Linked DNA regions of Sus scrofa: all the other regions are linked to region 1. Evidence: chromatin contacts called from public HiChIP or PLAC-seq and promoter capture Hi-C data. All regions are on one chromosome and are shown on one strand. The core of a region is the stretch at or near the end of the contact, and the rest is flanking DNA. Distances in the headings are between cores, read along the strand shown. Region 1 holds the start of SMDT1 (essential MCU regulator, mitochondrial). Region 2 holds the start of SNU13 (small nuclear ribonucleoprotein 13). Region 3 holds the start of POLDIP3 (polymerase delta-interacting protein 3).

The links. Promoter capture Hi-C pulls out the DNA fragments that hold promoters and counts their contacts. HiChIP or PLAC-seq counts read pairs in DNA pulled down with a chosen protein or histone mark.
Region 2: an H3K27ac HiChIP or PLAC-seq map of alveolar macrophages shows a contact between it and region 1. The contact joins the promoter of SNU13 here to the promoter of SMDT1 in region 1. A contact is called at or near these places in 2 of 5 promoter capture datasets (fetal liver and liver), 1 of 47 Hi-C or Micro-C datasets (heart right ventricle) and 1 of 2 datasets of contacts at active chromatin or transcription factors (alveolar macrophages).
Region 3: a contact with region 1 is called in a promoter capture Hi-C map of liver, with 2.6 times the contacts expected there. The contact joins the promoter of POLDIP3 here to the promoter of SMDT1 in region 1. A contact is called at or near these places in 2 of 5 promoter capture datasets (fetal skeletal muscle and liver) and 1 of 2 datasets of contacts at active chromatin or transcription factors (alveolar macrophages).

What each region holds. Positions count from the first base shown.
Region 1 is chr5:6,567,959-6,572,871 of Sscrofa11.1, reverse strand. SMDT1 (essential MCU regulator, mitochondrial) reads left to right here and starts at 1,502. Exons shown (of 3, transcript XM_003481528.3): 1 at 1,502-1,864; 2 at 3,113-3,253; 3 at 4,209-4,442. The coding sequence starts at 1,679. The coding sequence ends at 3,250. FAM109B (sesquipedalian-2) reads left to right here. Exons shown (of 3, transcript XM_005663774.3): 3 at 1-1,244.
Region 2 is chr5:6,889,519-6,894,343 of Sscrofa11.1, reverse strand. SNU13 (small nuclear ribonucleoprotein 13) reads right to left here and starts at 3,330. Exons shown (of 3, transcript NM_001190226.1): 1 at 3,209-3,330. The coding sequence starts at 3,211.
Region 3 is chr5:6,173,174-6,177,715 of Sscrofa11.1, reverse strand. It overlaps POLDIP3 (polymerase delta-interacting protein 3), which reads right to left and starts at 3,273. Exons shown (of 9, transcript XM_021091426.1): 1 at 3,099-3,273. The coding sequence starts at 3,157.

The DNA of each region.
Region 1 (4,913 bases), core at 253-2,752:
GGGAATATTACATGGCCCCAGGCTGCTCTGCCTCTCACCTACACATGATACTACAGACAGTTTCCAATATGAGGAGACTCCTGTACATTTAAACACCAGAAATTGGCTGCAGTGTTGGCTTGAGGGACTGACACTGTTGAGAAAGTGGACTGACCGTGTCACAACGGCCTCTGGGGCCTGGCTCATCCTGAGTGGTGGGAGACTGTGCAGGGGACTCCCCCTCTGCAACTGGGACAGGGCTCTTTGGAGGGAGAGGGCCTTTAGCCAGTAAAGAGGGATTTATTCTACTCGGAAAGTACTAGGACTCCCATCTTTCCCTGGCTGCCTTGTGTACAGATGGTGCTTTGTCATTGTCTCAGGAGGGGCCAGTACCTTTTACATGTCAGCAGAAATCCTGCTTGTACTCTTTCCTCGGCTGCCAAGTTGGAAGCTAAAGAAGTGGAGAGGCAGTGAGGCTCCCTGGGGAAGCCAGTTTGTTACTTTGGTTTTCTGTTCTGGGCATACTAGGCACTCAGGCATGGGATTCCTGGCACCCTGTGGTAAACTCTTCTCTCCTGGCTGGGCTCCCAAAGAGGTGTTCCTGTTCCTGAAACCCCCTAGGAACTCATTCACCACCTTGCTTGTCACCCAGTGTGTATCTGCCAAGACCACCTACTCTCACCAGCATGGAGCCAAGCGTTTCCTTTATCATCCATTGTTCTGAGATGCCCGGTGGCTGGGCAGACAGAGCCAGAGGCTAGACCAGCCTGACACCCTGAGGGTACAGTGGCAATGGCTGGATGGAAGATGCAGAACCTGGTCTCGTCATCCCCTCCCCCAGTATACACAATCTCCACCTTCTTAGCCTCTCTCCCTTTGGGGTCCCCCTAGGTGGGGGCCTAACTAGGCCTAGAGGCTTTGGCTCAGAGCCTTTTAGGTCCAGGAGGATCAGATGCTGCCCAGGGTCCAGGGCTGGTTCCCAGGAAGCTGTCTTCCCAGTCCTGTATGGGAGCACCACAGCCCACTGCACCTTGTTTATACACAGAATCTACAAGCTTTTGTTATCTTTCTTACTGTTACAGTGCTTTTTATATAATTAAAACACCATGTTTTTTTATTACCCATTTTGGCTCAAGTTGATTTTAGCAGTCGCCTGCACAGCCAGTTTGCCTGAAAGCTCCCATTTCCCCCTTTTTTCAGATATATTTTTCTACTTGGCTATATATTACTTAAACCTATAACATGCAATAAAATTCCAAAACCATTCATGTAGCACGAGTAATACATTTGAATTGTATTTTTAAAGTGTTCAAAAATACAATAGTTTGAAGTTCAAATAAGTGATTTCTCATTTCAACAATCACCTGCCCTGCCAAGCCCTGGCTGTCCTGGGTGCAAGAACAACGACGGAACTCTTAAGGCCTCCCACCGACGAATCCCGTGCGGCGGCCCTGCCCACCAGGCCCGCAACGAGGGCTTACCGGGTCTTCCGCGTCATCCTCGTGACGTCACCGTGTCGGGCCGGGGACGAACGCCTCTTTCGGCAGCGCCACAGGAACTGGGCGCACTGCGCAAGTCTGAGAGCGGGACCTCGCGTCTGATACCTAAGGCCTCGCGAGGCTCGCGGCGGCGTCTTCCCCGAGGGTGTCACGGGGGCGGGGCGGTGGGTCCGGGCCCAGGCTAGGGGCGGAGCTGGGCGATGGCGTCCCGAGCGGCTCGCTGGCTGGCGTTGGCACCTGTCCGGTTTGGGGCTTTCCGGAGCGGGCTGAGCCTGAGGAAAGGGGGTGATGTCGCTGCCGGACAGGGCCACCCAGGTCGGAATCTGGTACCGTCGAGGTCAGTCATCGTTACTCGCAGCGGCGCCATTTTGCCTAAACCGGTGAAAGTGAGTGTCGGGCTGGAGGCGGGGCGAAGGGGCCGAGGCCAATCATGTGGGAGTGTGCGCGGGTCGACGCTGATTGATAGGCGCAAAGGCCAGTCGCACGACCGCCTTAGATCCGAAGGAGGATCAAGGACAAAGTTTTGCGCTAATGCGCTGCTAATTTCTTTGACAAATAGGAGATGGGTCGGGTTAGATCCTGGCGTTGAGCTGGGTGCGGGGGGACCGAAGATAGGGGGTAAGAGCTGCGAAGGACGGCACTTTGCGTCGTGAGGAGCGCGGTGCCCAGGCTCTCGGGAGCCACAAGACTCGGCTTTGTGTATCCAATAGACACAGGTCGTGTAACCTCTATTTCAGAGAATGGATGGCATGAAATAACGAATTGTGGAAGGACTTTGTAAATAAAGGGTACGTGGGAGAGACTCTATCTTTTTGTGACCTAGTAATTTAATTCATGTGATTAGGTGTGCAGGGAATCGTTACAATTAGTGTTTTTACAAAGGAGGGATCAGGGATCCAAGTAGTGAAGCCAGTGCCCGAGGCTAGCAGCTGAGTTCAGATTCAGGCTGCTACAATCCACAACCGTGTCCCATCTTTTCCCCACCGCGAGTGTCATCACACGCCCTCGGCACCCTTGGAAGTTTTCCTAGTAAAAGAGGAACAGTCCCTTATACCAGACAAGTTTGCTTTTTGACTTCGGGGCTGTGTGGGAGTTACAAAACTCATTCTTTTGAAGCTAGTTTGGCTGACACAAGCTCAGGTAGACAAGTGAGTTCGAGGTTGTTTCACCGAAGCACAACCTGGGGTGGGGGTGGGGAGCAAAAAAACCCTTGCACCAGAGAACTGGTTTCGTACAGAACTGTAGAGAATACCCCTTCACTGTACGTGTTCTCTCTTTTGCCATCTGTTTTCATGTATTTGTCTTCAGGTAGAGCTGAACTGTTTCCCTCCTCCAGTGCTTATTACCTTCTCGTCGGTTTATAGGTATCTGCAGGCAATTAATAGGTTGTGCCCTGATTTTTAGTTGTCTGTAGAGCACCTTGCACTTTTCTTTCCAGTGTTAGTTTGATGGCCATAAAGTCACTTTATCGCTCCTAATTATTTTCCTTTCAATTTTTCCAAGGACTTTAAAATCAAGTTGCTTACAGTGGGTCTGAGGTCCCCGGGAGGGAATGCCCCCGAGAGGGCCAGGCCTTCTGTGGCCCTCCCAGAGTGGGCTCTGCCGCTCACAGCCACCCCTCTGACCCTCTGCAGATGTCCTTCGGCCTCCTCCGCGTGTTCTCCATCGTGATCCCCTTTCTCTACGTCGGGACGCTCATCAGCAAGAACTTTGCTGCTCTCCTTGAAGAACATGACATCTTCGTTCCAGAGGATGACGATGACGACGACTAACAGGTGAGACTTGCTTCTTCCCTCCGTGGACCATCTGGACACTTGAAGCACAAGTACATGCCACAGGTGCAGCCGAAAAAAGAGGAGAAAAAGAAAAGTGCGGCGAGCTCTGGTTACCAAGCTCTGCACCAGTACAGCCTCTACAGGCGCTGGAGCCCGGTTCACACACTGCTCCCAAACCCTTCCCCTGCGCCAGTTCCAGCTTTTTTTTGTCTTCTTAGGGCCACACCTGCAGCACATGGAGGTTCCCAGGCTAGGGGTCCAGTTGGAGCTATAGCTGCCGGACTACCCCACAGCCACAGCCACACAGGATCTGAGCCGTGTCTGCGACCTACACCACAGCTCATGGCACCACTGGATCCTTAACCCACTGAGCAAGGCCAGGGATCGAACGGAGTCCTCATGGATACTAGTCGGAACTCCCCATTCAGCTTGTTTTGACTTCTGGTGCTCTAATGTGTTGATTGGCTGCCTTATTGTTGTAAATGAGGATACTCCTAACTGCTCCTTAGTCTGGCATTTCAAGCTTGCCATGACGTGGTCACACTTGTTATTCCAGCCTTATCTTCCATCTTCCCAACCACGTACCTGTCACCAGTATTCACTGTCTTGAATTACCCACTCTTATTCACTCCCAAGCAGTGGCTCATTATTCCTCCCAATTGCAAGGCTATTTCCCACTGCTGTCTTATTTCCACTCATTCCTCATGCTCATTCCTCTATTTGAAAGTGACTGCTCTTCTCCCTGACTGACCAGTGCCTCTCTTTTGACGTACCTTTGGGCCCCCAGTGCATGATCTCTGGTGAATGTTCAGTAAATGTGAATGAATAATCGAAGGTACTCAAAAGTGCCTTTCTCCTGCCAGGTTTGATAGAACCACTCTGGGGAATCCTCTTTCATTATCTGGCTAGAGGACTGCTCTGTGGCCCAATTTACTGCTACTCTCCTTTCTTACAGGGCATGGACACAGTGCAGAATGGACAAAGCCCTAACTTAAGAAGCAGTGATGCTCACGGCCTCTCCTCCTTCCTGTCGTATCAGCAGATGGGCCCAGGGCAAGCCCTCAACCTCCTGACCCCACATGGTCGGTGACCACAGGCCAGATTGCCAGGCTCTGGGAGGTTCGCAGAGATACGCTGTCCCCTGGGCATAATCAAATTATAAATAAATATAGTGAACATCAGCTCTGTATAACTGAGTGATGGCTGAAGTTTCTCAACACAAGCAGGTTCTAGCAGTTTCTTGTCCCTGCTGTCCTCTCTCTCTTACCAGCTGACATACAAGTCACCCCTGTGGATCCACAAAGCAATTATGGGAACCTGGGAACAATTTTCTTTGTCTCTTTTTTGGCCATGCCTGCAGCATGCAGAAGTTCCTGGGTCAGGGATCAAACCCATGCCGCAGCAGCACCCTGAGCTGCTGTAGTGACAGTGTACCTGATCCTTAACCTGCTGTGTCACAAGGGAACACCATGGGACCAATTTTCATTATTTCCAAAAGCCCAATAAAGACTCCATTTTCTCACAACAAAGCTGCTCAGGCTAACTACAGCCTCAGGCTTTTTTGTGTGTTGAGTAATACTGACTAGTTATCACATGCAATCGTAAGATCTGATTGTTTAAAATTCCTTGAGAAGTATCATTTTTTAGAATTCTTTCAAAA
Region 2 (4,825 bases), core at 2,081-4,580, 320 kb before region 1:
ACATCAGGTTCTTAACCTGCTGAGTCACAATGGGAATTCCTTTAGCTCTGTTTTCAATTTTCCTCATATATTTTCCAATTTGACCCAAGAGCTCTTTATATCTTCTTTCCAAACACTTTGTTTCTGATTACTAAGTCACCTGCATTTTGGTTGGGAGAACATGGTCCATATTTTTATCAGTCTTTTAAAATTTGTTTAACTTGCTTTATGACACAGTAGGTGGCCAATTTCACAAATGTTTTCTTGCTTTAAGTGTATTCTATATAATTGATGGGTGCAGTATTTATTGGTTTCACTATTACCACTAGGTCAAGTTTATTCATAGTGTTCAAACCTTCTATTTCCACGCTGATGTTTCAGCTTCACAATCTATCAATCAAATGCTACGGAACTGCATATATATCTATTTCTTCTTGTAATTGCATCATTTTCATTTTACTTGTGCCTTATTTTTTAGCTACTATCTTTACTCATGTCTTTATTTTTTTTCACCTTAACCTGCAACCCCCCCCACCCCCACCCCCACGCTTTTGGGGCCACACCCTTGGCATATGGAAGCTCGTTGGCCAGGAATGAGTATGAGCAACAGCTGCAACAACATCAGATCCTTAACCCACTGCTCTGGGCTGGGGATCAAACCCCTGCCTCAGCATCAACCCGAGCTGCCGCAGAGACAACATCGGCTCCTTAACCCATTGCACCACAAGAGAACCCTAACCTGTCTCTTAACTGCAGCATTGTCCAGATCTCCCCTTTTTTGTGCCTTCTATTTGTCCTACCTGTTTCTTTTTTTCTCTTTCCTCCCTTTAAGTTTTTTTCCTCCCATTTTCCCCTCTAATAGTTTGGAGTTAATCATCTTTATTCTTTTGGTGGCTACCTATGAGACAACTTGTATACCTAACTTTTCAAAATTTAATGCTTGTCAATACTGCCACCTTCTTCTTCTTTTTTTGTCTTTTTGCTATTTCTTGGGCCACTGCTGCGGCATATGGAGGTTCCCAGGCTAGGGGTCTAATTGGAGCTGTAGCCACCAGCCTACGCCAGAGCCACAGCAACGCGGGATCCGAGCCTCGTCTGCGACCTACACCACAGCTCACGGCAACGCTGGATCTTTAACCCACTGAGCAAGGGCAGAGACCGAACCGGCAACCTCATAGTTCCTAGTCGGATTCGTTAACCACTGTGCCACGACGGGAACTCCCTGCCACCTTCTTAAACACAGGCTGTACCTGTGGCATGTGAAAGTTCTCTGGCTAGGGATCAAACCCGAGCCACAGCAGGGACCTGAGCTGCTGCAGTGACAACACCAATCCTCACCCAGCTGTGCCACAAGGGAAATCCAGCAAAACTTTAACTCCAGCCACTCCTCATAAATGTACTTTTATAAATGTCGGGTATGTTTACTGCTGTTTTCTAATACCCCATATCTGGAAATTAGCATTCTCAACTCTCTATAAACATCAAACACACAAGAAAGGGAGAGAGGCTTCTGGACCCCCAACAATGATCAAAGAGAAGCCAGTCAACAACAATAAAAAGTTTGCTCAACTATAAAGCCAAACTATCCAGCTTATAAATAGCAACTGAAATTTGCTTACTGTGTATTCATTCACCTTTCAACCTTTTTTTTTTTTTTTTTTTGCTTTTTAGGGCCAAACACCATGGCATATGGAAGTTCCCAGGCTAGGGTTCCAGTCGGAGCTACAGCTGCTGGCATACACCATAGCCACAGCAACGCCAGCTCTGAGCCAGGTCTGCAACCTACACCACAATTCATGGCAACACCAGATCCTTAACCCACTGAGCAAGGCCAGGGATGAAACCGCATCCTCATGGATACTAGTCAGATTCGCTTCTGCTGTGCCACAATGGGAACTCCCTCACCTTTTAACTTTCTCAAATTTTAATTAAATGAGTGAATGAATAAAATCCTACTGCAGCTTTAATCCCTAACTTGATAGCTTTTATCTTCCTGTACACCAGACAGCCAAAATTTGCAAGGTTTTGGAGTCTGCTTGGGGCACAGTGGGTTAAGGATCTGGCTTGGGCTGTAGTGCAGGTTCAATTCCTAGCCCAGGAACTTCTGCATGCCAAAAAATAGTGCAGCCAAAAAATAAAAAAATATGAAATCTGAAAGGTTTTGATTTAGCAACAAATAGCAAGTGCTCATTCTCTCCATACCAAGCATTAGGACTAGGTGTGTAACATGCATTACATCACATAATTTAATCCCCTTACATTGTTATCCCATTTTACAGTTGAAGTAAATTATTCTTAACTTCGACCCGAGGTCACTCAATTCCAAAACTTTACAAAACTGTCCACGGAACGGCGGAAGATGAGTAGTGGTTCAGAAGCTTCAAGTTCTAGGCTCAGACACTTAGCTTCAAAATGGGGATGAGGTGGGTGGGGGGAAGCCTTTTGGGAAGATACCTGCTGGGATCCAAGATCCGTTGAAAGGATTAAACCTCATTATAGAAGTGAAAGTGCTTTACCAACTCTTCTCTCCTTACTAAGTGCCAACCCAAACTAGCTACCAGGCCACACAATCCGATTAAAAAGTTGAACAACGAGAGTTCTGGGGAAACCGCACGTGGTGCTACTAGGACTTCTGATTCTGAGGCTAGCGCCTCGCAGGAGTCTTTCCTGCATTCCAGTCTGGGTTCAGGGTCATTCCGCATTTCCCACAGCCTCCAAACACCAAAAGGTCCTTTAATCTGTGGCACATGTAACTCGCGGCGGGTACCAGGCATGGACGCCTGGAGACCTCCTTCTCCTGAACATCATCAGTAGGGAAGTGGGGTAGGGGAGGATGATCCAAATCCAGCGTTCCACTAGCGACCCCCACAAAAGGAAAATAAAGCACATGGAGCCAAGTTTTCTCACCTAACTTTCTACTCTTTCCCACGTGGGTTGCTCTTGGTCTTTCTCCCAGGTCGGGTTCTGCCCCTGAGCTCACCGCACGCCTCTGGCCGGGAGCACAGACTGCTACAAAGCACCCCTTTCACAGCAGTTGGGAACCTGAGGCTTCCAGAGTTCTAACCTCGGACCAGAAGAAAAGGCAGAGCTTGGGACTGCGCGGCCGCCGGAGCTCTAAGCCGGGGCGGGTTGGGCGAGACCGCGCACGTTCTCAGCCCCGGACAACTAGTGAAAGAACCGAACCCGAGTCTCCCACTTCCCGGCCCTTAGGCCAAGCGCACGCTCTTACCATGGCTGCGGTGCCGATGTGTCCGTCACTCCTCTAGGAGCACAGGAGACGTCAGAGCGCGAACGTTCACCACCGCGGAAAATTGTAGAGGAGTGGAAATGGCCTCGCGCGCGGCAGGAAGCGGAAGTGACGTCACCAAGAGGCGGGGTCACGCTCCTTAAGGGGCCCCGGCGGGGAAAGAGTTGAGTTCTGGCCGAGGGATCACATTTTGCTTTTAAAAAATCATGTTCTAAAAAAGAAAAAGTTGTCATTCTACTATACATACTTGGCAGAAACAGTGAATTGAACATTTCTAAAAAAAATCAAAGAGTTTCAATGGAGTCGTCGTTCCATTGCTAGTTTATTTTTGAGCACATTCTTTTGTTTTTTGTTTTTTGTTTTTTTTTGCTTTTTAGGGCCGCACCCGCGGCATATGGAGGTTCCGGGGCTAGGGGTCCAATGGGAGCTATAGCTGCTGGACTACGCCACAGTCATAGCCACATCAGACCCGAGCCGCGTCTGTGACCTACACCACAGCTCAAGGCAACGTGGGGATCCTTAACCAACTGAGCGAGGCCAGGGACTGAACTGGCAACCTCGGATTCCTTTCCACTGTGCCACTACGGGAATTCCTCTTGTGCTTTTAAAATCATATTTTTGACCCTATACCGGTAAAGGAAATTTATGGAGATAATGATGGATAATCCTAAATGTTTTTCTTTTTATCTTTCTTTCTTTTTGGCCGCACTGCAGCACGTACAAGTTCCTGGGCCGGGGATGGAACATGTACCACAGCAGTGGCCTGAGCCTTTGCAGTGTTAATGCTGCCTCTTAGCCTGCTGAGCCACAAGGGAACTCCCCTAAATGTTTTTCTTCATATTCAGATGTCCTTGTTGAAATTTCTGGTTGGGGACTTCCTTGATGGCTCAGCGAGTTAATTAGGATCTGGCATTGTCCCTGCTGCGGCTTGGTTCAATGCTGTGGCACAGGTTCCATCTCTGGCCCAGGAATTCCCACATGCCCTGGGTGCAGCCAAAAAAAAAAAAAGAGTTCCCCTTGTGGGTCAGTGGTAATGAACCCGAATAATATCCATGAGGACTCGGGTTTGATCCCTGGCCTTGCTCAGTGGATTAAGGATCTGGCAGTGTGGTGAGCTGTGGTGCAGGTCGCATAAGCATCTTGGATCTGGCATGGCTGTGGCCAAGGCCCACAGCTCCAACTCTGATTCAACCCCTAGCCTGGAAACTTCCACATGCCGCAGATGAAGAGTGGAGTCCATCAGAAATGGAGTCTATTGAGTAGGGAATTCAGGAAGAAAAGCAGATTTGAGGATGGGCTTGCATTTCTGTCGGGTTGAATTTGATAATGTCTCGGACGCCCATTTTCTTCTGGCCTAGCACGCTGCTCTTTTCGTTATGCTGCTCCAGATCTCCATGTTTTAAAGGCTAGGCTCATGCCTCACCACCTCCAAGAGGTCCTTCCCCATACTTATGGCCCTTACTCCTCTCTCTTCACCTGATGCCAGGCATATCTTGGGACCATTTGGATCCAGCCAAAACTAGAGCATTATAATGGACCAGTTCCAGCTTATTCCTTTGGAAACCTAGAGGTAGGGACCTGTCAGGACCCTTAGGAATC
Region 3 (4,542 bases), core at 2,024-4,523, 400 kb after region 1:
TAATTCTTCCCTTTCAAGCTAATGTAACAACTCATTTCCCTCTTCTATGTTTTAGGTCTAAATTTCCTTTACCTTATTTCAGTAAGGAAACCAACAGTGAGGCCCAGAGCCCTGGCCTGAGCCGAAAAGTTCCCTAACCTCTTCTCCCCATGGCTCCAAGGACTCTCCAGACAGCCATCTGGCCAAACCACTCACGTCCAGCACACAAGGCCCAACCTTCCCACTAAGGCAGCTTGTCACCTTCATTTAACTACATGGAGACAGTGGACAGACAGCTGTCCTCTGAAGGTTAAACTCAGCAAACCAAAGAGGGGGTGCCCTGACTAAAGGAAGAAGTCAACAAGAGAGGCAGGCCCACACTGCTGCTGGTGCCCAGTGCTGTCCTGGGGAGTCATCTATGGGTCTTAAAGAGCTAAAGCCACTAGAAATGTGCTGTATGTGGGAAAGGACAGCACCTCATCATGGCCTGGCTGAAGTACCGCAAAAATTGCCCCCCCATTTCATATTAACCATCAACCTTTTGATGACTAACCGGGGGCCAGGCAATAAGGACAATAAAGACACCTTTCCTGACTTACACAGTGGGATGAACACAAAACAGAATGGCTGCTCTGAAGAACAAGCACATTCCGCCACCAGTGGGAAGAGGGTATTTACACTCCCTTCGGCTCAGTCTTTTGCTATTTGCACTAAGAAGAGAAAAGAAGTTTTCTGAGATGCTCACAGGTTCTTCCTAAAATTATGAAGCACAAAGTTCTCCCTGGGACACCTATGCAACTTTAAACCAAAGTTTCCAGTAAGGCGATTTCTTCTAGGAAGCATGTAGAATAGCATTTTATACTGTAGGAAAGGACACTTGTTCACTGATATTTGTTCAGATCTTTCACAGTCCTTGACAGGGAACCCTCCCGCCCCAATCTAGTTTTGTTGGCTGTGCAAGTAAAATAAAAATGGAGTCTCCAGCAGGTTTAACCCAAACACAGGAGGCAGTCCAATTTCTTCTACACTAGTCTCTTTGCCTACACTTCCCCAATCCAGTCTTCATGTGCTAGCAAAGCAATATTTTCACACTCAAGAGATTGCGTGTTACTTCTTTACTTAAAAACCTTCAATAATGATGACGACGGTGGCGAACATCTCTTGAGCACTTAGTATCCATCAGACGCTTTTTAAAGTACTTTATTTTTTAAAGTACTTTAGATACATTACTTCACTTAGTCCTGAAAACACTTAATGAAGCAAAAGTCCATGTTTTATAGATAAAAGAAAGAGAGGCCATGGAATGGTTAAGCAACTTCTGTAAGATCATATGAAAAATGGGAGAAGCAGGGATTGAAAGTTGGCAGTCTGACTCGAGGACCCCAATGCTTACCTGTTATGTCCCCTGGGAGGAGGGATTTGGGCTTCTTTAAAGAAAGGTCATCTGCTGAACACTTACAACCTGGTACAAACTTTTAAATATACATTCCTACATTCTCATATGCAATCTTCTCAAGCACCTACCAGCAACCATTATTGCAAATGAGGAGATCGACCAGCTCAGAAGTCATCTGACCGGGGAAGCATGGAACCCAACAGCAGGGCCTACCATGAGACCAGGTCTGTCTGGCTGCACACTCCCCGCTCTTCGCTCTTCCCATGCATCCATTTGTCTTCCCTTTCCTGCATTCCTACCCTACGGCCAACACAGACTCTGCACGCATCGACACCAAAGTACAGACCGCCTGCAGTGACTGCAGGAAGCACCTGTCCTGAAGCTGGCTCCTTCAGCATCTGTCCAGCAAACCTGTGAAACCTGGATGGGTCTGGAAATGGCCAGAGGACCAGCCCCAAGTCCACACCAGTTCTTGGCAGACCTAGGGAAGAACTACTCACCGATAATGGGAGAGGAAATTAATGCTGTGTGCCTATTATGAACCAGAAGCCAGATGAAATGCTGGCTGGTGAACTGTGTGGGGCTGGGGGGCAAACGTAGTGGATGGATGTATGTGTTGAGGGTCGGGGGATAGTAAGGCAGAGACTCTATTTTCTGGTCACAGGCACTTTTCATAAACATCTACTGAGTGAATGACTGTCTGAGAAAACAGTATGGAACAGCCTGGCCGTTTACAAGGACATCCGAGCTAATTTTCCGTGTGCTGGAAAACTCTGGGCCAAAGCTCCCACTTTTCCATACGGGTGAACTGGAGTTCTTACAGGCTGGAAACGACGAACCGTACTCGAGGGTCTAGAGGAGGGCGGTCTCAGAGCTGCACGTCGTCTCCGGGGCTCGCCACCCAGATACAGAACCGCCTTTTCTGAGCACCATCAGCAAACAGCTACCCTCCAGCCCCATCTCCCTTGATTTTCTGCCCAAGCCTGAGGCCACCTCGGCCAGCTCAGAACGCGCCTTCAGTCCCGGTCTCAGCCCTCCGGGACTTCGGGGCAGTCACTCCACCTCTCCCAGCCTCCAGCGCCCTGTCTGCAGAACGGGGAAAGCACGAAAGGCTGGCCGACAGGACGGCCAGAGGAGCTAATGAGACCGTGTGGGCCCGAGAGCGCTCAGACTCGGAAATACCGCTCCCGGGAGGGGGGGGGCGGTGTAAACAGACGCGAAGCCGGCGCAGGACTTGGAAACCTGGACCAGCTCTGGGGCTGGGGCTCGGCTTCGGCAGTAGAGACCGGCAGAGCCCGAGCAAGCCACTGCCCCGCCAAACTTCGGTCGTCCTAACTTCAAGGCCGCGCTGGGATCGCGGAGCAGCGCCGGTCTCCTCAGAGGAGGGGCTGCGCCGGGGCGACCCCGGGAATCCCGGGCCGCGGGGGACGGCCCGTCCCTCCGCCCCCCGCGCCGCTCCCACCAGCCCCGCAGCGCGGCCCCTCGGCGGCTGCGGCCCCTCCGGCCTCCCTTGGCCCGCGGGAGCGACGGCACCTCCAGCCAGTGGGCGGCCTGGCGGCCGGGCCCGCGGCGGCGGCGGCGGCGGCGCGGCCAATGAGGAGCGGGGCTGCGGCAGGGGGCGGGCGCAGACGGCCCTCCGCGTCGCGCCCGGGCCGCTCCCTCTTCAGCGCGAACCCCGCGAGGACTCAGGCCCTGAAACCCGAAAGGAGAAAAGGCTACTCACCGCCCCTTCGCAGCAGCCCCGCGCTTCCGGATGAGCTCGTCCAGGGAGATGTCCGCCATCTTGCACCGCCGAGCAGGCCGCGAGCACCTCAGGGTCCCTCGGCCCCCGAGCCCGCCCCTTCGGCCGCTGTGGAGCAACTAGCGGCTTCCGGCGTTCGGCTGACGAACTCTCGCGACAGATTAGGCCGAGCAGGGGCCGGAAGAGGCGGGCCTCTCCCCGTGAGCCTTTGCGAGGCCAGCTTCTGATTTGCATACGGGGGGTCGTATCCCTGTCGTTTCCTACCCTCTCCGAGGACCAAATAAAATACAAGGAGATATGAAAAACTAAATGAGTAAGACAAACGTCAGCGGGATGAAGTTCTCGGTTTAACGGTCAACTTTTATATTCACCGTATGGCTAATGAGAATGGGATTCCTTACCTAGGAAGTATGGACGTTTACATTTTTATGCCTTAAACTTATGAGTAAGGAAAATAACGATTCGGGGTGACGCCCGAGTCCTCACTGCTAATGTGAGACGAATTTTTGAGCGGGTAAAGGTCGCCCCTAAGGTGACCCGCCTACTTTGCGGGATGCCTGGGAGTTGCGATCTGCCCGTCCCCCTTTACACTTGAAAAGCAGACCAACTTTGACGAACATGGAGGATTAAGTAGTTGTGTGTTATTAGATTTCCTGAACTCGGAACTGATTCGTTTTTTGCTTTGTTGGGGTTGAAAAAAAAAAATGGCAAGTAGGGCGGAAACTGTAGACACTTTTAGGCTCTGCGGTCTTCAGAAGCAAATCGCGTCACCTTTCTGTGCCTCGTTTTTCCTGATCTGGAAAGTCGGGCAAGTAACAGGCGGTTGCGAGGATTAAATGAGGTGCTCGCCACGTGGAATTGCCTTTTCCTTGATGCAATCGCAGCCTCCACTTCTGACCCCGGCATGAGGTAGGTGTTCAGTATGTCTTTGTGGAGTCAATAAAAAAATACGTGCAACCCCTTTAGAACGGTGCCAAGCATGGACTTCGTGCCCAGTGAGTTACTACTGCTGTTATTTACTAAGTCCAACGTGCTCTTGACAGACTATCCCACCATGATGAAAAATCTGGCATCAGAAAGGCCGTGGAGAAATGAGCTGGTAAGGGCGGAGGGTCTGGGATTGGGCCCCCGCCTGAGGAGGGGAATCCAGGTCCCCCTGCGCAGCCGTGACCGGGCGCGGGCTGGTCCTCCTTGTCTCAGCAGTAAAGTAGGACCCTTGAGTGCTCCCTCCTAGAGGTGCAGAGGCCAAGACCCAGTGCCTGGCGGGAGGAACCAGGAGGGACCAGGGCGCTGCAGAAGTTAAGGCCTATCACGCCTTCACACGAAATAAATGAAGTATAGAGAAGTCAGTTAAAATTTTTTCTTAAACTACTGCAATCGTAGGGTGGTTAGCTGCTATCATTTAATTCTCTGATTGTCAGTGGGG